7 separate regions of the Mus musculus genome follow, and all the other regions are linked to region 6. A link is a contact called in public ChIA-PET, HiChIP or PLAC-seq and promoter capture Hi-C data. All regions are on one chromosome and are shown on one strand. Each heading gives the region's core, a stretch centred on a gene start, on an enhancer-like site or on the middle of the called end of the contact. The rest is flanking DNA. Distances are from core to core; before and after follow the strand shown.

Region 1 (2,700 bases), core at 172-2,671, 590 kb before region 6:
TGAGCAAGTACAAGTCTGTCGTTTACTGTCCTGGCCATGGCCTCTATCACCCAATACCCCCACAACTCAGCCTAAATCTAGATGTGAGGTGCTGCTAAATTTAGGGAATCCTAGGCCATATATTGGTGAAATATAAAAAATGATCTTGTGAACCATGCACATAGTTCAGCATTAATGACGTGCTAGCGCAATGCCAGGAGGCAGATCTCTGAGTTCGAGGCCAGCCTGATTTAAAAAGAGAGTACTAGACCAGTCAGGAGTATATAGTGAAACCCTGTCTTAACAACAATAATAAAAATAAATAGTAATTTTAAAACAAACAATAAAAAATTACTTAGGGCACAGTGTGGTGGTGTGCACCAATAATTCCAACACCCAGGGGACAGAGGCAGTCAGATCTCTATGAATGTCTGGCCAGTCAGGGAGATTGTTGTTGTTGTTGTTGCTGTCATCGTCGTCGTCATCATTGTCAATGTCATCGTTGTTGTCGTCATAGTTTAATGTAATTTGGGGATGGAGAGATGGCTCAGCAATTTAGGGCATTCATTGCTCTTGTAGGGAACCTGGATTCAACTCCCAGAGCCTACAAGGTGACTCATAAACACTTTTAACTCTAGTTCCTGGAGGTCAGACACCTGCTCTCCACAGGGACAAGGCACTCACAAGGTACACATACATACATGTAGGCAAAAAATAAGTAAAACTAAAACAAATGTTAAAAAATAAAAAAAATGCATGCTGGAGCGACGACTCAGCAGTTAAGAGCACTGACTGCTCTTCCACAGGTCCTGAGTTCAATTTCCAGCAACCACATGGTGGCTCACGACCATCTGTAATGGGATCTGATGCCCTCTTCTGGTGTGTCTGAAGATAGTCACAGTGTATTCATATACATAAAATAAATAGTTTTTTTTAATGCACTTATAAAACAAACAATAAACGGGGCGGTGGTAGGGCATGCCTTCAATCTCAGCTCTCCAGAGGCAGAGGCGGGTTGCTCTCTGAGTTCAAGCCAACCTGGTCTACATAGCGAATACCATGACAGTCAAGGCTCAAGGCTACGGAGAAACCGGGTCTCAGGAAAAACAAAACAAAACAAAACAAAAACAAAAACAAAAACAACAACAAAAAAAAACAGCAACCCTAAAAACAACCTCTAAAAACCAATTTGAACAAGAGGGTCGCCTCCTCCAGAGGATGCTGTAATTTTATCGAGAGGAACGAGCTGTGGGTGAGAGGTCGCTCATTCTAGCTCAGCCCCACGTCCCAGCTGAGTGCAGACCACTGGTCACAGTGCCAACTCGCCCATTTACAAGGATGCGGGCGCAGCGAGCGGTGCACAGCGGAGAGGGTCCTCCGGGCCAGCAAGCGGCGCTGCGACCCCGCGCGCTCAGAGGAGGAGGCGCTCTGCCGGGCAGGAAGAGTCTCTGCAGGATCTCTGTCCACGCGCCCGCCATGGCGCCCGCTCCGGCCGTGCTGACCCGGCTGCTGTGTGCAGGTGAGCGCGGTGAATCTCGGAGATGGGGGGAACCCGGGGATCCGAGAGGGGAGGACAGGGACGAGGGTTGGACGCGCCCCCACCGGCTCTTTCCCCGCAGGTGTGCGGCGCTGGCCAGGTTTCCTGCAGAAGGCGATCCCGGGCCCTGCGGAGCAGAATGGTAGGAAGGTCACGGGAGCCCCGGTCCCCGCAGTCAGCGAGCCCCAGGATGGCGACGGTAAAGATCAGCGGGTGGAGCTGGGCCGGGGCGCGGAATCGTGGAGAGGTTGTCATTGCAGGGTCCCCAAAGGAACCCAGTACCAATCTAAGTGTGGTGGGAGGGAGATAGAACCCCTGTGGCCTGGTAGCTCTCGAAACCCGTGAAGACTTACTTTTGTATCTGTCCATCTTGCTGGTCTTCTGGAGGGGCGTTTAAGGCACCCGAAGTCAACGAGGCCCCTGGTTCGTTTTCCTCTTACATCTGTGGAGATTAAGGGAAGAGGACTTGGCCAGGTTTTCCCCGCACACAGTCACTTTAGACCTTGACACTAGTCCCTCGGTGTTGCAAAAATGCCCCTGTGTCTTCCAGATCTTTCCTGGCGTTTCCTCACAGCTTTGAGTTTCCCACTCCCAGGAGACTGGTGAGTCTTTGGTTGGTTGGTGATGGGCCACAGTGTCTGCCCTTACTCTCTTTTTCAGATTTCCAGAGCAGGATCCTAGATACGCCATTACAGCATTCGGATTTCTTCAATGTCAAGGAGCTGTTTTCTGTGAAGAGCCTCTTCGAGGCCCGAGTACACCTGGGACATAAAGCTGGTTGCCGCCATAGGTAGTTGGCACAGGCCGTGTGGGCAGAGTGGTGGAGTTGGGTCAGGGTTGGAAGTGGGGGCAGGGTGGGGGTGTCTGCGGCAACACCAAGTGCAGTGCTAGTATTGATGCTGGTTCACAGACAGGGTGAAAACTGAGGGTCATGGCAGGCGGGGGAGCCCGGTGGAGAGGACCTGCTGTATAGAACAGAAGTGGCCCTAGAGAGTTAAACTGGGCAGAGCACCTTGGTTGGGTTCATGTTTATCTGCAGTTGGTTCTCAAATCTCCACAGGGAGAAGGTGGGACAGGTTGAGCCACAAACCTGATTGTCTGTGCGCAAGTCCACACCTGTGTCCCCAGCCCATCACTCCCTAGGCAGGAGTAGTGGGAGTTGGTAAATGTAAGAGCCTGGGTGG
Region 2 (2,700 bases), core at 97-2,596, 910 kb after region 6:
CTTTTGGATCTCAGGAGTCTGTGAAGCTGCCGCTGAGCTGTGGCCACTCCCTTTTTATTTTATTTTTTTTATTTTTTAAATCTCTCCTCTCCAAGGAAAATGACTAGGAATGTTCTTTCACCATCATGCCTACAGTCAGAGTAGCTTAGAAGTCACCTTGCAGATCCTAGGCTCAGCAGAAACCAAAGTGCAGAGGACCAGGAAGCTTGGGACTGGGCCTCATCCCAGTTCTGGAGCAATGCCCAGTTCTTTATAATTATTTAAATAGGAGGGTGGCTTGGTAACCAGGAGGCTGATGCCTGGCAGAGCTGCCTGACTACACAGGAATGAGCTGGGTGCTACTCCAATGGTTGCCACACAGCTGTCACCCAAAATGGAGGAAGGGAAAGAGCTTTTGCAGTAGGGGAGCCTGGCTACAGAGTTTAGTTCAGAGCCAGGCCCTGAAAAGGGTTGTGTATAAGAAAAAAATTACAGAAATTGTGTTTTCCTTTTCTCAGAAGTCTAGCACCCACTTGCTTAACGCTTGTGTTCAAATCTTAGGTTCTCTGATTGCTGCTTCGTGCTTGACCTGGGGAGAGAGCTACCTTCTATGTCATCAGGATGCTAATTTGTAAAATGGGAAAGGCAACATCTACCTTGTAAAATAAGAGCAGAGATTAAAAGCCCAAAGCACGTGCGGTGTCAGCTAAACAGCAAAGTTCAATTAATACTGGGGAAAGAAATAGTAATGTCGTTTATCAACTGGGACGAATACACTCTGTCTACTGGCAACAGGAAGATTGCTGAAGAATTCTCCATATCCTGAAATAAAGTCTTACGCCACAAATCAGTCTTTTTTTTTTTTTTTTTTTTCCCTAACCGGGATTTTTTTCCCTACCACCTCCTCAAACACGGATCCTTATATCATCTTTTTTTTTTTTTTTTGGCCCCATCCCCCACCAGAACAGGCAGACTTGGGTCTTCCAGAGCCAAGCCTCCCCCAGAAAAAGTGCAAAGAGGGAGCCAACATTCCAGTGAGATCATCCGAAAGGGACAGGGCGTCTTTCCGGCCAGGGCAGCAACATCCCCAGCCTGACTGCGGCGGCGGGCCCCGCCCTGCCCTTCGCCGCAGTCTCGGAAGGGCTCCCAGGGCGGAGGGGTGCGGCACAGATTCTCTGCAGGGCGGACTGGGCGGGGCAGGATTGCTCGGGTCCCACGCCGCGGCGGGCGGCTGCGGCGGCTGCTCCGCTCTGTGCCGCGCCCCGCACCCCTCGCAAGCGCGTTCCCGTCCTTTACCCCAACCCCCACCACCCCGCCCCGCAGCTTCGGCTCCTTCCGGACGCGCTCGGTCCTCTCCGTACTGCAGTGGAGCAGCGAGTCCCGCCTCTCGCGTCGCCAACCGGGGCACTTCCCTCACGCTCGCGCTCGGCCGCCGCGGGGGCGCGCGCGGCCGCTTATAAAAGCCACAGTGCGCGCGCGCCGCCGTCACTATCCGCTGCGGAGCGAACGGCGTGAGGCAGGGGCCGCGGCGGCGCATCTTTTTCCTCAGCAGCCCTCAGCGCGGCGACCCACGCCCCTCACCCCCAGGAGCCGGTAAGAAAGGGCGGTGGGCGGGAAGGGAAAGGCCGCGGGAGGCCGAGCACCGGAGCGATGTGGACAGATGAGCTGCGGAGCCTCGCGGGCGGCTCCGTGGGCCCCCGCCGCCGCCTTTTGTGGCGCGTGGGCTGCGGGGCGCGGCAGAGCCGGGCGGCGACCTGGAGTGTCACGGTCCGCCGAAGGTACGCGAAGGCCCCTTCCTGCGCCCGCGGCCCCACCCGTCGCGGCAGGTGGCGGGGGGTGGTCCTCGGCAGCACCCACCCGCGAGCGCCCCCGCACCGCCCGTCGCCCGCAACTGCGGCGCTCGCACCTCTCGGAGCCTCCTGTCTGCAGTGAAGGGCTCGCTGACCTTAATTTCATCCTGTGTGGCGGTCCCGGGCCCTCCGGCCGCAGAAAGGCCTCCTTTTTCTTTCCTGGTAATAAATGTCTTTTCTCTCCAGTGCCGACCTGCTCCAGTATAATAGTTAGATGCGGTGCCGCTTGGTTGGAGGAGATCCAAATCCAATAAATAACTTAATAGCTTACAGCTCTTTTCTTTCTATATAAGACATTAAGTCGAAGGCTTCTGGGTTTTTTGTTTTTTGGGGGTTTTTTTTTGGTCAAATTCTACTGCTGTGCCAGTGTGAAGTGATAGAACAGTCTTTTGTCTGAAGCTATCCCTGCAAATTTGATGAAATGCTTCTCCAGGAAAAATTTGATTTTAAAATCCTCTCAGGTACTAGAATTACACACACACATATGCACACACGCGCGCGCACACACACAAACACACACACACACACACACATCAAGAGGGCTTCTATGTAAGTAAGGGTCGGTGTGTTTTAAATGAATGTCCCAGAAAGGGTGAAATCATTTCGAACTGCTACACTTCATAGGGCTTTGTTGACTTTCATCTCTCTGTTTCTGTCTCTGTCCCTCTCTCTACAGGCTCTTACAGTGTAACTCCAGCTGGCCTGGAATTTGCTGAATAGCTCAGGCCGGCCTCAAACTCAGGATTTTCCTGCCTCAGCCTCTCAGATAATCAGGTTTTTCTATATAGAGACCCAAAACATTTTAAGTCGTTTGTTCTTTACCCTTGGTATTTTCAAAAAGCTAATTATTATGACTGTCAAGGAATACAAG
Region 3 (2,700 bases), core at 135-2,634, 680 kb after region 6:
CAGGGCTGGCTTGTGTACTGGTGGCCCCTGGTCTGGTTTTGTTTTCTGTTTTCTGTCAGTGCTCCCTCCTGTTCCCTCCTCTCCCCTGCAGCTGGAGAGCAGCAGACACCTGAGCAGCAGACCAGGGGAATGGCGGGCTTCACTGTCCCCAGGCCACCCTAGCCTCCTTAAGTGGCAGATAAGTAGGGGCCCCAGGACCCTTGGGTAGACTGCCCTCCGGGACCCTGGAGCCAGGGGAGCTATGGCTGGGAGACAGAAGAAGGTAGAAAGGGACCACGCAGGCATCTTGTGCTGCCCACTTCCTGCTTTTTAAACATGGAGGGAGAGGCATGTCAACCTGGCCCAGAAAGTATGGTGGGTGGTAGGCAAGAGCCACAGAGCTGACACTTCTCACAGCAGTGGCCCCAGCTCTGTCCTGCCATGCACGGCCACTAACCAAGGCACCTGCTGGGCTGACAGCAGCAGCACCAGTAGCACCTGTCGCCCACCACTGGTCCAGCCCCAGCCCCAGCCCCAGCCCCAGCCCACATCACCGGTACTCTGGGGATCGGGAAGAGGAGGCAGAAGGGACAGTTCATGCTGAGCTGGGGCCAAGACTGTGCTTCAGAGAGTGAATAAGGATCTTCAGTGACCTAGGGAGAGGCAAGCAGCCCCTCCGTGCTTGCTGTGTGCCTTAAATGCCATCTCCTGTTCCTTCCAGGCCTGTGGGCTTCCCTCCTATTTTGCCCCACCCCCCGCAGCCAGCAGGTTCCTAGTCCCCGTTTGCTCTCTGGGAGTGTCTGTTCCCAAGAAGTCTAAGCAGGCCTAGGACGTGAGGGCCTCCAGAGGTTTCCTGATTCCAGACAGGTGGCAGAGCCACCCCCTGCTGCTGAGGTTGACAATCTGTTCAGGGCTCAGGGCTAGGATCTCCCTGGGCATGGCCCTGTGGCCACCACTGTGGGCTAAATGGCAGGGTGCAGTTCAGAATCCAGAGGTGCTGCTGGCCCTGCACCATACCTCCAATTAGCTTTGCATGGACAAGCTCCCTTTTCTTCTGGTCGTGGGGCTTGGTCAAACGAATACCAGGATCTCTGCTTCCTCAACCAGTCCGCAGAGCAGAAGAAAAGACAGCAGCAGCTGCTGGCCGGGTACTCGTTTGAAACAACTGTCACTCTGAACCCTCCTGGGTTTCGGGGTTTGTTTTTTTAGCAGCTTTTATCAAATAAGAACTGTGGGCCCCTCTTCTGTTTATTTGTGCTGTAAATAGAGAGGGGACATCTGTAAACAGCCCCTTGGTCAGCTCCCTCTGGTGGCAGCCGGAATTGGATTGTTTAAGGAGTGTGTGTGTGGAGTCCGGCTTGTGAGCAGTCATGTGGGTCTTTGGTTTGTTCCTCTTTTACAGGTCCTTTCATTTCAGTCTTTGCCCCTGCTTCCTGTCCTTCACCAGCTCTAAGTGCTGCTGTGTGCAAGTGGGGAACACTGCACATGAGGTCCTTCCTCCCAGCGCTGTAGAGGCCCCTGCAGCCTCCCTGTGTAGCACAGGCCTACCTGAGGCCTAGCCTACTGGTGCTGCAGCCAACAGAGTGGGTCTATGGTCTATGTCTACTGGTTCCCAAGCATGAGCTGGGCAGAAAGGAGGGCTTACCTTCTAGACCCAGAATCACCAGGCCCTCCTATGATCCTGGGAGCCTTAGGCAGACTAAGTCAAGAGCCAGGACAGCTCTGGAGTTTCCGTGTGGGGATATCGAGGTGCGATGTGTGGGTTTAACTTATTAGCCAGCAGGCTTCCCCAGTCACCTGCCTCTGGCTGCGACTGAGCCCAGTGTTCAGGCAGCCTGGCTTCCACATGTCTGTTTCTTAGTGGTGGGGTCTGGGAGAGCTGTGAAGATTCGTCTTTGTATACATACTAAGCAACATGGACAGTTGGGTTCCCAGCAGAGGCCAGCCATTACCTGTGGGTAAGGCAAGCAAACACCGGATCTGGCTGGCCCTTAAGCCGAGACACCTGTTCCATGCCTCCCAGTGTGGCACTGTAATATAAACCCCCCACTAACCTGTCTGACAGTGCATCTTCCTACAGACAGAACAAGCGCGCAACTTTTATATGAAAGAAAAATAAACAGACAAAAGCCCATCTGATGCCATGTCTGTGTCCAGGCCTTCTGTATCTGCATCGGGCCAGTCCCTGCTGTTTGTGACCTAGGTGGAGGGGAGGGGTACGGTGGGGCCTGAGGGCTCTGGTAGGCATTGGGAACCCATGTGCAGGAGAGAGCTGACTCCTGCAAATGGTATGCTGATGGCCACACACAGATTCACACAGGAAGGATAGAAATAAATGCACAAGCACCATCCACACCCAGGAGTCATGCCACCCCACCCTGTGAGAGTGGCTTTAAAACTCTGCCTTCACTGTGCTCCTGAGGGTCATTCATTCCTCTGTCTTTCCGAATACAAGTGCTGAGGAAGACCAAGTGATTTTCAGACCCATGGATGTCCTCAGACCCTGGGAATGAAGTACCACACCCAGGAGGTCACAGCCAGCACCTGACTCTACAGAGCTGGAGTCAGGCTGGAGGGATGGCTCAGCGGTTAAGAACACTGGCTGCTCTTGCAGAAGACCTGGGTTCAATTCTCAGCACCTACAATTTCTAACTCCAGTTACAAATCTGATGCCCTCTTCTGCTGGGGACATATACCTTCCTTGTCTCAAAAAAAAAAAAA
Region 4 (2,700 bases), core at 139-2,638, 770 kb after region 6:
TTTATATTTTTCAGTGTACTGTTTTTGTTTTTTGTTTGTTTTTCTAGACAGGGTTTCTCTGTGTAACCCTGGCTGTCCTGGAACTCACTTTGTAGACTAGGCTGGCCTCGAACTCAGAAATCCATCTGCCTCTGCCTCCCAAGTGCTGGGATTTAAGGCATGTGCCACCACCATCCGGTTCAGTGTACTGGTTTTTGCCTGAATATATGTAACTGGAACTGGAGTTAAAGTTGAGGACTGCCATGTGGGTGCTGGGAACCAACCCTGGGTTCTCTAGAATAGTAGCTAGTGCTATTAACCTCTGGGCCATCTCTGTAGTCCACTATTTTATGTATTGAGGCAGGGTCTTTCTGGAACTCAGAGCTTGCTCATTGGCTAGTGTAGGTTGCCAGCTTGCCCTGAGGAAGCCATCGTCACCTCCCTAGCTCTGGTATTGCCATGCTAACCATCATTTCACTTGGGTTGGGGATCTTATCTTTGATCTTTACACTTGCCCAGCAAGTACTTTATCAGATGAGCCATCTCCACAGCCCTAGCGTTTTTTTCACAAATCTCTATAATTCTAATTTTCTAACATCGGAAAATTTATTTCAGTTTAGGATTTCACATTTATTAGCATGGTTTGTACATTTGATTACGGCTGTCTCCCCGTCTCCCTGCTACACGGAGAGACCTAGAGACAAGAACTTCAGTTACAGCCGTTATTACTGACTCTCCACAGGACCAATCTGCCAGACACATTGTTAACTCAGTAACCGTGGAGTAGAAGACATACAATTCATCATCTGACACAGATGTTTGCATAGTAAGATGGCAGCTCCGGAGAGAGACAACAGGGTCAGAAACAAGAATTTGGAGTTACCTCGTTTTACTCCCTTAAGCGATGTTAGCTGGGTTGACAGGGTTCTTGTTTGTGGGTTCTTTGTTGTTTTTGGTTTTGTTTTGTTTTTGAACCCTGGGTGTCCTGTAATTCCCTACGTAGATCAGGCTGGCCTGGCACTCACATAATCCACCGTCTCTGCCTTTCTGAGGGCTAGGATTAACGGCGTGTGCCACCATGCGTGGCTTAAAAACAGATTTGTAGCCAATGAAAGATCAACAGTACGTGGCTCACAATCATGTCATCGGATGCTGATGAATTTCCCCTTAGACGTCTTTCTTCAGGAAGTCCCTTCCTGCTCGGTTTTTTTTTTTTTTTTTTTGGCCAGGTCCGCAAATAATGTAGACAATCAATTCCGCAGCCCACTGAGCGGGTGCCTTCGTCCAATAGCTGAGCAGTAACGAACGGATTTCGCCCCACCCCGTACCGCCTCTTCCGTTTACGCTTCCTGGTGGCGACCGGAAATAAACGGGCGCTCCGGAAGTTAAAGGGCGTGTCCTGCTAGTTTGGTTTCCTAAACATGGCGGCGCCCTTATGTGTGAAGGTGGAGTTCGGGTGAGTGAGATCTGGGGCGCCTTGGGGATGGAGCGAAGCCATAAGGCTCGGAATTCCGGACCTCTCTTGGCCTGCCGAGGCTGTGTCGCCCTCCGAGAGCCGGGATAATCCCCTGGCCTCTGACTGACGCGGTCTCTGTGGGTGACGAGGCCGTGAGTCCGAGAGTTGAGGCGCACACACGGGTAGGGAGATGCGTTTGGAATCCTTCGCCTTGCTCTGTATCATGTAGGACTGGGAGGCATTGACAGTGAGCAGGCGGTCTTCCGGCATGTTTCACCCGTGCCATTCCGAGCCCGACTCGCCTTGTCTGGTTTTTGAGCTTCTAAGGGGAGCGCACGAGTAGAGACGAACCCTGCTGAATAATCTCAGTTCTGTCTTCCCGCCTAGTGCCTTCCTAGGGGAAGTCTTGGCCAAGACAGGACCTTCCTCTTTCTCAAACCTTGTGTGTGTGTGTGTGTGTGTGTGTGTTTTCGAGACAGGGGTCCTCTCTGTTTGGCTGTCCTGGAACTCACTCTGTAGATCAGGCTGACCTCGAACACAGAAATCCGCCTGTCTCTGCCTCCCAAGTCCTGGGATTAAAGGCGTGGGCCACCACCGCCCGGCATACCTTGGAGTTTTAATTAGATTTTAATCTTTTGCAAAGTAGTTTGGTAAGTGTCTTCTGCAGAGTCCAGAGGAGCTACCGGGGTAAATAAGCTGCCACGGAGGGAGTGACTAACATTGGTAGTATATTATCCTTACTGTGAAAAGGTTCAGAATCCGGGTACACATCACTACTTGAAGGAACACGGGGAAAAGTGAAGATTGTCTCAAATCACCATTGTGTTCTTCCAACACACAGAATGCTTGTCATGGTTTCAAAACCTGCAGAAGACAGACTTCTTCGGAAGCTGAGAACAAAGAACTGAGGCTTCTAGAGATGGGTGGTTGGTTTCTAGAATCTTATGGAAAAGCTAGGGGTGTGTGTGTGTTTGTGTGTGTGTGTGTAGATGAAGAAGCCAAGGTTGAAGTGAAGGGAAACTCAAGGGTAGAGAGAGATGTAAAATTCCTTCCAAATGCCTTTCTTCGCCTTGGATGCCCCCCATTCCTTTCATGTTGTCCCTTCACTAGGCAGTTCATTCACCAGTCATTTATTGAGTGCCTACCATGTGCCAGGCAGTGAGCCAGACACCAAGGATACAAAGATAAATAGCACTCTGTCTAGTCCCTGCAGTGTTCAGCATTTCTGTCCCTTGGAAGGGAGTAGTCTCATGAATGTTAAGTGC
Region 5 (2,700 bases), core at 86-2,585, 610 kb after region 6:
CTGCCACCTGCCAGTTTTACTCATAGGACTTTCTCATGCATGGCCAGAAGACACGCTGGATGTGTCTGTAGCAGCATTGTTTAGGAAAGCCAAAGCCAATAGCAACCCAGTGACCATGGTAGGCGAGCAGACAGAACAATATCACAGAGAAAAGCAAGGATGTATGTCATCTGAGTGGTTACTGTCAGGCCTATAGAGAGACTATATAGAACACTACCTTGTGTGATGATCACAAACTCTAAAGTTAAACTACACATGTGGACGCAAATTATAAAAAGAGGAATCACAATCCAGACAACCATAGGGTGACTACCTATATGACAGGAGAGTGGCTCTGGCAAACCCCACTGTGTAGCTGTTCATCCTCCTGTGGCTGTATAAAGTACAGGGAAGCAACAATACATTTCTCACTCTTAGGTATTTTTCAGTTGCTGATAGGACAGCATGACCAAGGCAACTTACAGAGAAAGCGTTTATTGGGCCTGAATAGCACAGTTAGGGATCCCGACGGCCACTTGAAACCTGATTGTTCACCCATCTTTCCAGAGAAAGCTGAGCACAGTCTAATTCTGATTTCCAGAATTGTAATGTTGGTTGTCATTACATAGCAACTCTGTTCACCATGTGACTTGCTGGTGGTTTTGTGCCCACTAACTGGCCTGAGAAGAGGGAGGTATTAATAGGTGCCTCAAACTGTCACCACAGCTTCCCAATTATGTACCTACTCAAACTGTATTCAGGACCAGGCAGGCAAAGGTAGAGTGAGTTCTGTCACCCACTTCCTGGCTTTGATGGCAGCTATCAGGAGTAGGTATCTCTGGTTCGTGGTCAGGGCCAGCCTTGCTCTCATGTTCCTCAGGGGATTTTTGTACCGTCTATATTTCTTTCCACGTTGGTTCCACCTTGGTTATGAGAGTTGGCTGCGAGTCTGGCCAGCTCCTTAACCCTGCATCTCCTTACAGACCCAGGGCAGCAGATCCCAGAGAAGAGGAAGTTGGCTCACCCAGCTGAGCCTCTGAGGAACTTGATCACCACAGTAAACCCAGACTTCCCCTTCAAGCCTGCTTGTCTCTCTTCTCTCAGCCTGTCTGGGAGCTGTGTGCTCTCTTTGGAGTCTGTTACAAAGCCAGCCAGCATCAGAAGGAATGGGATGGATGGACTAGCAGTGACTGATACAGGGCAGGTGTGCCTCTTCCTGTAAGTGAAGAGAAGAAAGTATTGGTGAGCCATCTAATTGGGAGAGTGAGCCTCGTGTCAGTGCTGGAGGATAACCTGTTGAAAGCCTGTGGGCTGTATGGAAATAAGATGTATTCAGAGTATGACTAACCCTGCACCCACTAAACTCATGCCTTGCTTCCGTGCTCAGCAGCTACCCTGTGCTGGCCAGTTGATAAATGAAGTTATACCACAGTGGACCCACTTCTAGTTAAAAATACAAATCGGAAGTGAATTTTCAGGACAGCTGACAGAAGTGTTCTGAGCATGTCTGTCATGAGCTATGATGGTCTGTGAACTAGGTGCATAAAACACACTTTCAAAAAAGACTATTTGCCTATGGAATTGGAGACATGGCTCAGTGGTTAAGAGCACTTTTTTTTGCTCTTATAGAATATTTGGGATCGATTCCCAACACTCATGTGGTAATTTACAGTAACTCCAATTCCGAGGGATCTGGTGCCCTCTTCTGACTCCCACCGTTGTGTGTGTAGTGCATATACTTAAACACAGTTGAGGCAAATCACTCACATACAAAAGATTAAATAACCTTTCAAACTTAATTGATGTGTCTGTGTGTTTATGTATCTGTGGAGAGATGGCCTAGTAGTTGAAAGTGCTTGCTGAGCAATCCCACTAACTCCAACTTCAAAGGATCCAGTGCTGTCTTCTAGTCCTTGAGCATCACACATGCACACACACACACACACACACACACAGAGAGAGAGAGAGAGAGAGAGAGAGAGAGAGAGAGAGAGAGAATTAATCTTTTTAAACTGTGTTTCATCCTCCAGCTCACAGAATATCATGTAGCCGACCACCCTCTCTCATGCATGCTCACTTATATCAGCCTACAGGCAGAGTCCTCCAACACAAGCCCATTTGCTAATAAGGCACCTTGTCTGCCGAGCGTCTCCTAGGACTTCCAGCCTCGCAGGTCACTGTAGAGCATCAGTTGCTGCCTTCCCTACCCAGTCTGCAAGACTGCACTGACCCACATTTGCCTCAGCACCGACTGTGCTCAGCATGAGAAGCGCAGTGTTTCCTGCATGCGATGTCAGTCTCCATGCGAAGGGGGTACTGTTTCAGCCTCCGTTAGAGAGTTAGAGAGGCATGTGGTAATGTGCTGCCCAAGCCCTCTGCCTCCATCCAGTCCGAGCTCTGAACCAGCTCTATTAGGACTTGCTCGCAACCTTCACGTATCACAAGGGAAGTATAAATGTGAATGAACCTGCCCTGTGCTGCTGGGGACTAGGGAGAAATGGAGGCCAGAAAATCTCACCATGCCACTTCATCTGCTCTGACTTACAAGGGCCAGGTGGACTTCCTTCCAGCTAGTGTTACCTCTGCCCTGGACAGCAAGGGCTTCCTGTTGCTCTGTGGTACCTAGCCTGAGGCAGGGTTTGGTTTGCCTGCGTGAGTGGAGGCCAGAGGCTCTTCTGAGTGCTATAGGGCTCCCTGGTGATCTTCAGAGGCCAGAGATTA
Region 6 (2,700 bases), core at 86-2,585:
TATGTATACACCCAGTGCCCGAGAGGTCAGAGGAGGGCATTGGAGCCCATCCCCTGGAACTGGACTTATGGACAGCTGTAAGCCACCTCATAGGTGCTGGGAACTGAACCTGGGTCCTCTGGAAAAGCAGTAAGTGCTCTTAACCACTAAACCATCTCTCCAGCCCATTTTAATCAAAGGTGCTTAGTAGCTCACACAGAGGAACCCACAGTAGTTTGAAGAAAAGAAGAATAGTAGAGGGGAAAGCATGGATTGGAACCCTGGACCAGATAGATCATCTTACCAAAAGCCTCAAATTTTCCCACTACAAGAAGGGACTGAGGGCTGGTGAAATGGCTCAGTGGGTAAGAGCACCCGACTGCTCTTCCGAAGGTCCGAAGTTCAAATCCCAGCAACCACATGGTGGCTCACAACCATCTGTAACATGACCTGACGCCCTCTTCTGGAGTGTCTGGAGACAGCTACAGTGTACTTACTTACATATAATAAATAAATAAATCTTTAAAAAAAAAGAAGGGACTGAGACAGTATTACCTAATACAGATACCCACAACATAGGATTGTTGTAAGAGTCAAGAAGACAGCTTTTAGGCTGCTATACGGCTCAGTTGGTAGAGTGCTTGTTCAGCATGCATCAGTCCCTGGCACAGCATAAAACCTGGTATGATGGTACCTGCCTGTTATCTCAGTACTGAAAGTAGAGGCAAAGGAATGAGAAGTCCATGGTGAGTTTGAAGGCACCCTAGGCTACATGAGACCCTGTCTCAAATAAACAAGAGAAAAGCTTTCAACTTTTATGATCACCACACAAAAATGTAACTGTTTTAACGTTCCAGTGGTATAGATATTAGCTCTAATTTGATGGCTCAATTACATTTTTCACTTTTTTTTTTCTTTTCGAGATGGGGTTTTTCTGTGTAGCCTTGACTGTCCTGGACCAGGCCTCAAACTCATAGATCTGCCTTGCCTCTACTAGGATTAAAGGCATGTGCCACCACTGCCTGGCTGCTTATAAGCTAAGTTTTGGCTTATTATTATTATTATTATTATTATTACTACTACTACTACTATGAGAGTCTCACTGTATAGACTGGCTTCAAATTCTCTTTGTAGATCAGGCTTGCTTCAAGCTCACATATACCTGCCTGTGCTTCTGGAGGGCTGGGATTTGCCTGGGTTGCTTAATTAGAAGGGCACTCTTTTTCTCTATCCTATACGTAGCGTCACGACCATAGATAGACAACTACGCATGCGTCCAATCCTTGCGCGCCTCCATGTTACTATGGCAGCCGGATGCGCAGCTGGCCGGAAGTCAGTACAGTATTTCCGCCTAACAACACTTCCGGGTTGGAAGACGAGCGCTACATTGTCGCTGGGTAGGTTGGATGAGCTTTCCTTGAGTTTCTGCGCCCCAAGTGTGGCGGGCGGCTGCGCTGGTGCCACGTTCCGAGTGAGGCTGCGGCCTGAGGCGGTTGTGCCTGTTCCTCGCCGCCGGGGGCAGTGGGGGCCTGGGAGCCAGGCCGCGGCCCGCGGGTTCCTTCTAGTCTGTTCCTCCGGTCGCCGGCCCGGGACAGAGCAGGGTCAGTCAGAAGCTAGGGTGGTGAGCGGAGGTTGCGCGGGGCCGGAAGTGGGGTTAGTGGGTTAGGCGCTTTTCCGCTCCGTAGTTGAAGCTGAGCGCTTCTCGAGAAACTGCCGGGCTGTTTGGGAAGTTTGTGCGGAAGGGACGGTGGGACCCAGTTTGGAGTCCGTGACTGTACCCTGATAAAGTGGCTTTCGCACCGAGGCTAGTCATCGGGCTTAACGGCATCGCGAGGCCGTTAGGAAATCGGAACACTTCCCAAGACAGAGGATGTCAAGAAATGAACTGCAAGGGCCAGACCTTGTTATGAGGACCTGAAGGCCCTGGAGGTCTGAAAGGATGTTGATTTTACACGAAGAATAACAGACAAAAGAGTTGAGGTTGAGGAGATGGCTTAGCAAGTAAAATACTTGCACAAACATAGGACCGGAGTTTAAACTTTTAGCTTCTCCACTTACACCCTTTTTCCTGCGCATTTAGTGAGGATAAATAATTAAGCTCTAATGCATAAATCCCTCTCGTTCCTCAAGATTGGGTAAGGGTGTGAAGAGATGGTTCAGCGGCTAAGAGCACTTGTTGCTTGTGTAGAAGACTTGGGCCTGGTTCCCAGCAGCCAGTTCTATATAGTAGGTTACACCCATTTATGACTTAAGTTCTAGGGACCTCCACGAGCACCCAGCAGACAGGAGGTGCATTCATACACACAAAATATAATCCTTTTTTTTTTTCTTAATTACAAACAAGGTTCAGGAAAAGTGGTTGTAATTAATTGTTACCGAAGTGACCTCAGCCCTTGGCAAAAATTTCTCTGGGGCCCAAAAAGAGCTCAACAGCTTTAAAAGACAAACAAAAGCCCCCAATAAAAGAGTAACTAAATGTGTTATCACAATAAGGATGTGGAGGAAAATAGGGACCCGACTCCTAATGATGACTCCTAGGAGGGTCAGGAACCAGGGGAGCTCTGGCAGTGGTGCTCAGGGAAGAGACTGATGGATGGCTAGCATATCCATTTCCGTTTTACAGTTTGGTCCTACGCCATTTCAAGTGTTCAATAACTTCATCTGGCTAGTAGCTACCCTAGGGGACACTCGGGTCTAGAGAAACAGAACTTGTTCTGGAGA
Region 7 (2,700 bases), core at 6-2,505, 590 kb after region 6:
GAGATGAAGCTGCGGCTTACAGTGTTCTGCTTTGCTTTGGACTTTTCTTGGTTGCTTTGGTTTGTTTAAGGATGCACATTTATTGCCATTACCTTTTATTTTCTATCTTCCAAAGAGTATTGATGATTAAAATTTTTTCTCCTGTTGAAGATGTAGAATGAGTCAAAGAGTCCCTACATTGTTAATGCTGGGCCAACTGCTGGGTCTGGAGATGTGGAGGGGCAAACAACCCAAATGGTCCTTTTCCTAACTGCTTCTAAGTGATGAGACACCAGCTCTGCACCGCAGATAAACAGAGCAAGGTGTGGTTATATGTATAATAACCATACAGTAATCCATACAGAATGCTGAGGCAGGAGGGTCTTGAGAAGGCCAACCTGGGCAACATAATGAGACCTGGCCTATAAATAAATGCATCATAATAAATGGTCAAGGTGCTCTTAATTAGCCAACTCATGTAGTACCTCAGAATGTGACTAAATGTGATGGATGAGGAAGGGTCAGAGCGAGGGTGAAAGCCATGTGTGGTAATATCACAAGAAGGTTCAGGATGAGAGGAAACCTTTTAAAACAGAAGGTTACATAGGATACTTTAGAAATCACATGCCTTAGACCAGGAGGGTAAAATAATCTAAAATAATTATCTAATTTTAACAATGGAAGAACCAGGTGGGATGTGAAGTCTTATAGCTTGTATCTTTTGTTACTAATGTTATAACAGGGTTGGGACAATGTATGCAGTACTAATAGGAAACAGTACATTGTATATCATATGCTTCATATTTAACATGATATATGTGTAAATGTTCTATAACATATAAAACAGTTTACATGGAGAGTGTGAATGTCTATAAAATACAATGTATAGCATATGTCACATGTACCATATGTAACACAGCACTGTAGCATGTGTAGCAGTGACCAGTAACAGCTGGGATATGGTATTAGGCAATGCCAGTGGCTTCCTGTGTGCCAGGTGTGGTACCAAAGGATTGACATTCGAGATGGGTTCTTTTTGTACACAGTTGGCGTGTAACTCCAGCCTTCTATAAGTTGGATCTTTTATTCAGCAGGGATCAGTTATAGGGGATGGAAACTGTAAGTGTGAAGGGGTTTTTCTCATGAGAAGTGTGGGTGTTACTTTGGGTGTGGGTAAGAAAAGGGAAGGAAACTTGGCTCTGTCATCAGATAGCTCCAAATTTAGAACAATGTCTGTCCTGAGCCACTGGCTGTAGAGTGTGTTTCACCCTGGGAACGTGCGTAAAATACATTTCCGGATTTCAAGATTCCTTTTCCAGCTGTGTAGAGGCTGTTGCCCTAATCTGCTGTGATTGCAGTGGCCATCAGCCACCCAAGATCGACAGTTACTTTCCAGGGATTGCTTGTAAGACTTTTAGGAACCCTGAAGACCATAGACAAAAGCTGAGAGGTTTGTCCTATAGTTCATCTGTGTTAGGGATCTGAAAACATAAAGGACCAGGTAGGTAGGATTTTAGAATAAGAAACAAAATTCAGACCATTATGTAGGTGTTTACATAAACATTTAGAAATATGAAAACCCTTCCCTGTTTGCAGGCTGCTGTTGGAATTCTGGATGACAGACCGTTTACTAACCCCTAACCTCTAGAGTCTCTCGGGTTGGATGTTTTCTGTGGTCATTGCTCCTCTGGGAGTCAGCAGCATGCCCCACCCTCACTCACACAGGAAACAGAAGAATCTTGTCATTTCCAGGCCACAGGGGAAACCCACGCAGGGCCCACCTACAGTGCCTACCACTGTGATTAGAATGGGGCCACCTGAGCCCACGTGCCAAGCTTTCATTGTCAGGGAGGAGAGATAGAGGAGGGAAGGCTCTGGAATCTTATCCAGACTACAGGCTTTGGTGTTTTCTTTGCCATTGAACAGGCTGAGGCACTAAGTTTAATGGAACCATGCTCCCTGCAAATGTTCTAGCCAAAGTAAAGTGTTTTCAGTGGGAGAAAAGTCTGTTTCATCATTCCCGTTACAAACTGATGTTTAGCCGTCGAATGTGTGACACAGGCACTGTTCTAGGCTCAGGGCATGAATTGTGAAAACACAAATCACTGCTGCCCCCTGGAGTCTACAAGTTTGTACACAAACTAGTGCTAGGTTGTCTCTTGGGAGGTAGGTCCTGTACTGGCATTGAAGCGCGGAGGACGGCCAGTGCTTAGGGATTCCTAGTTTTTTGTTTTTTTTTTTAAAGATTTATTTATTTATTATATGTAAGTACACTGTAGCTGTCTTCAGTCACTCCAAAAGAGGGCACCAGATCTCGTTAGGATGGTTGTGAGCCACCATGTGGTTGCTGGGATTTGAACTCTGGACCTTCGGAAGAGCAGTCGGGTGCTCTTACCCACTGAGCCATCTCACCAGCCCCAATTCCTAGTTTTATATAGGAGGAAGACGATTGTTTTTTAAAAGTTTTCTCCTTCCAGCCCCTGCTCCCGTAATGATGACTCTGAGACTAATTATTTATTAATAAATGCCTAGGCCATAAGCTTTGGCTTCTTCCCTGACCAGCTTGTAAGTTATTTAACCCATTCAAACTAGTCTGAATCTTCCACATTGGCTGGCACTTCTCCTCAGCTTCATGCTACTGACCTCTGTGCTCCCCAGACGAGTCTTCTCTTCAGTCTGCCCTCATTCTGCTACCTGCTGGCTTACCACCATGTCCTCCGG

What was found. Promoter capture Hi-C pulls out the DNA fragments that hold promoters and counts their contacts. ChIA-PET counts read pairs in DNA pulled down with a chosen protein or histone mark. HiChIP or PLAC-seq counts read pairs in DNA pulled down with a chosen protein or histone mark.
Region 1: a contact with region 6 is called in a promoter capture Hi-C map of hematopoietic stem and progenitor cells. The contact joins the promoter of Mrps2 here to the promoter of Ttf1 in region 6. A contact is called at or near these places in 5 of 39 promoter capture datasets (the 3T3-L1 cell line, cranial neural crest, hematopoietic stem and progenitor cells and 2 more), 1 of 484 Hi-C or Micro-C datasets (CD4 T cells) and 1 of 115 datasets of contacts at active chromatin or transcription factors (memory CD8 T cells).
Region 2: an RNA polymerase II ChIA-PET map of effector CD8 T cells shows a contact between it and region 6, with 8 read pairs. The contact joins the promoter of Sptan1 here to the promoter of Ttf1 in region 6. A contact is called at or near these places in 1 of 39 promoter capture datasets (pre-B cells) and 2 of 115 datasets of contacts at active chromatin or transcription factors (effector CD8 T cells and memory CD8 T cells).
Region 3: a promoter capture Hi-C map of hematopoietic stem and progenitor cells shows a contact between it and region 6, with 2.9 times the contacts expected there. The contact joins the enhancer-like site here to the promoter of Ttf1 in region 6. A contact is called at or near these places in 4 of 39 promoter capture datasets (cranial neural crest, embryonic stem cells, hematopoietic stem and progenitor cells and 1 more) and 2 of 115 datasets of contacts at active chromatin or transcription factors (large pre-B cells and neural tube).
Region 4: a contact with region 6 is called in an H3K27ac HiChIP or PLAC-seq map of microglia, with 5 times the contacts expected there. The contact joins the promoter of Urm1 here to the promoter of Ttf1 in region 6. A contact is called at or near these places in 2 of 39 promoter capture datasets (liver and pre-B cells) and 7 of 115 datasets of contacts at active chromatin or transcription factors (astrocytes, embryonic stem cells, memory CD8 T cells and 2 more).
Region 5: an RNA polymerase II ChIA-PET map of memory CD8 T cells shows a contact between it and region 6, with 11 read pairs. The contact joins the enhancer-like site here to the promoter of Ttf1 in region 6. A contact is called at or near these places in 7 of 39 promoter capture datasets (the 3T3-L1 cell line, the C10 cell line, the HPC-7 cell line and 4 more), 6 of 115 datasets of contacts at active chromatin or transcription factors (bone marrow-derived macrophages, epiblast stem cells, large pre-B cells and 3 more) and 2 of 9 other capture datasets (adipose tissue and macrophages).
Region 7: an H3K27ac HiChIP or PLAC-seq map of microglia shows a contact between it and region 6, with 6 times the contacts expected there. The contact joins the enhancer-like site here to the promoter of Ttf1 in region 6. A contact is called at or near these places in 7 of 39 promoter capture datasets (the 3T3-L1 cell line, the C10 cell line, cranial neural crest and 3 more), 1 of 484 Hi-C or Micro-C datasets (nephron progenitors), 8 of 115 datasets of contacts at active chromatin or transcription factors (astrocytes, bone marrow-derived macrophages, effector CD8 T cells and 5 more) and 2 of 9 other capture datasets (adipose tissue and embryonic stem cells).

The regions. Positions count from the first base shown.
Region 1 is chr2:28,466,645-28,469,344 of GRCm38.p6, forward strand. Mrps2 (mitochondrial ribosomal protein S2) reads left to right here and starts at 1,422. Exons shown (of 4, transcript NM_080452.3): 1 at 1,422-1,498; 2 at 1,599-1,715; 3 at 2,177-2,306. The coding sequence starts at 1,456.
Region 2 is chr2:29,964,214-29,966,913 of GRCm38.p6, forward strand. Sptan1 (spectrin alpha, non-erythrocytic 1) reads left to right here and starts at 1,347. Exons shown (of 57, transcript NM_001177667.1): 1 at 1,347-1,572.
Region 3 is chr2:29,738,242-29,740,941 of GRCm38.p6, forward strand. It overlaps Rapgef1 (Rap guanine nucleotide exchange factor (GEF) 1), which reads left to right. Exons shown (of 26, transcript NM_001039087.1): 26 at 1-2,122. Among named protein-coding and RNA genes, the nearest start is that of Gm13420, 12 kb to the right of the region's middle. Within about 2 kb of position 1,385, at least 83 of the 459 cell types and tissues checked have an H3K27ac peak or open chromatin away from gene starts, as enhancers often do. A contact at or near this core is called in hematopoietic stem and progenitor cells, where this site is marked.
Region 4 is chr2:29,826,001-29,828,700 of GRCm38.p6, forward strand. It overlaps Urm1 (ubiquitin related modifier 1), which reads left to right and starts at 1,389. Exons shown (of 5, transcript NM_026615.4): 1 at 1,389-1,435. The coding sequence starts at 1,401.
Region 5 is chr2:29,672,041-29,674,740 of GRCm38.p6, forward strand. All of the region lies in intron 1 of Rapgef1 (Rap guanine nucleotide exchange factor (GEF) 1), which reads left to right. Among named protein-coding and RNA genes, the nearest start is that of Rapgef1, 54 kb to the left of the region's middle. Within about 2 kb of position 1,336, at least 122 of the 459 cell types and tissues checked have an H3K27ac peak or open chromatin away from gene starts, as enhancers often do. A contact at or near this core is called in the HPC-7 cell line, bone marrow-derived macrophages, liver and 2 more, where this site is marked.
Region 6 is chr2:29,058,928-29,061,627 of GRCm38.p6, forward strand. Ttf1 (transcription termination factor, RNA polymerase I) reads left to right here and starts at 1,336. Exons shown (of 12, transcript NM_009442.2): 1 at 1,336-1,376.
Region 7 is chr2:29,648,211-29,650,910 of GRCm38.p6, forward strand. All of the region lies in intron 1 of Rapgef1 (Rap guanine nucleotide exchange factor (GEF) 1), which reads left to right. Among named protein-coding and RNA genes, the nearest start is that of Rapgef1, 30 kb to the left of the region's middle. Within about 2 kb of position 1,256, at least 114 of the 459 cell types and tissues checked have an H3K27ac peak or open chromatin away from gene starts, as enhancers often do. A contact at or near this core is called in adipose tissue, bone marrow-derived macrophages, effector CD8 T cells and 4 more, where this site is marked.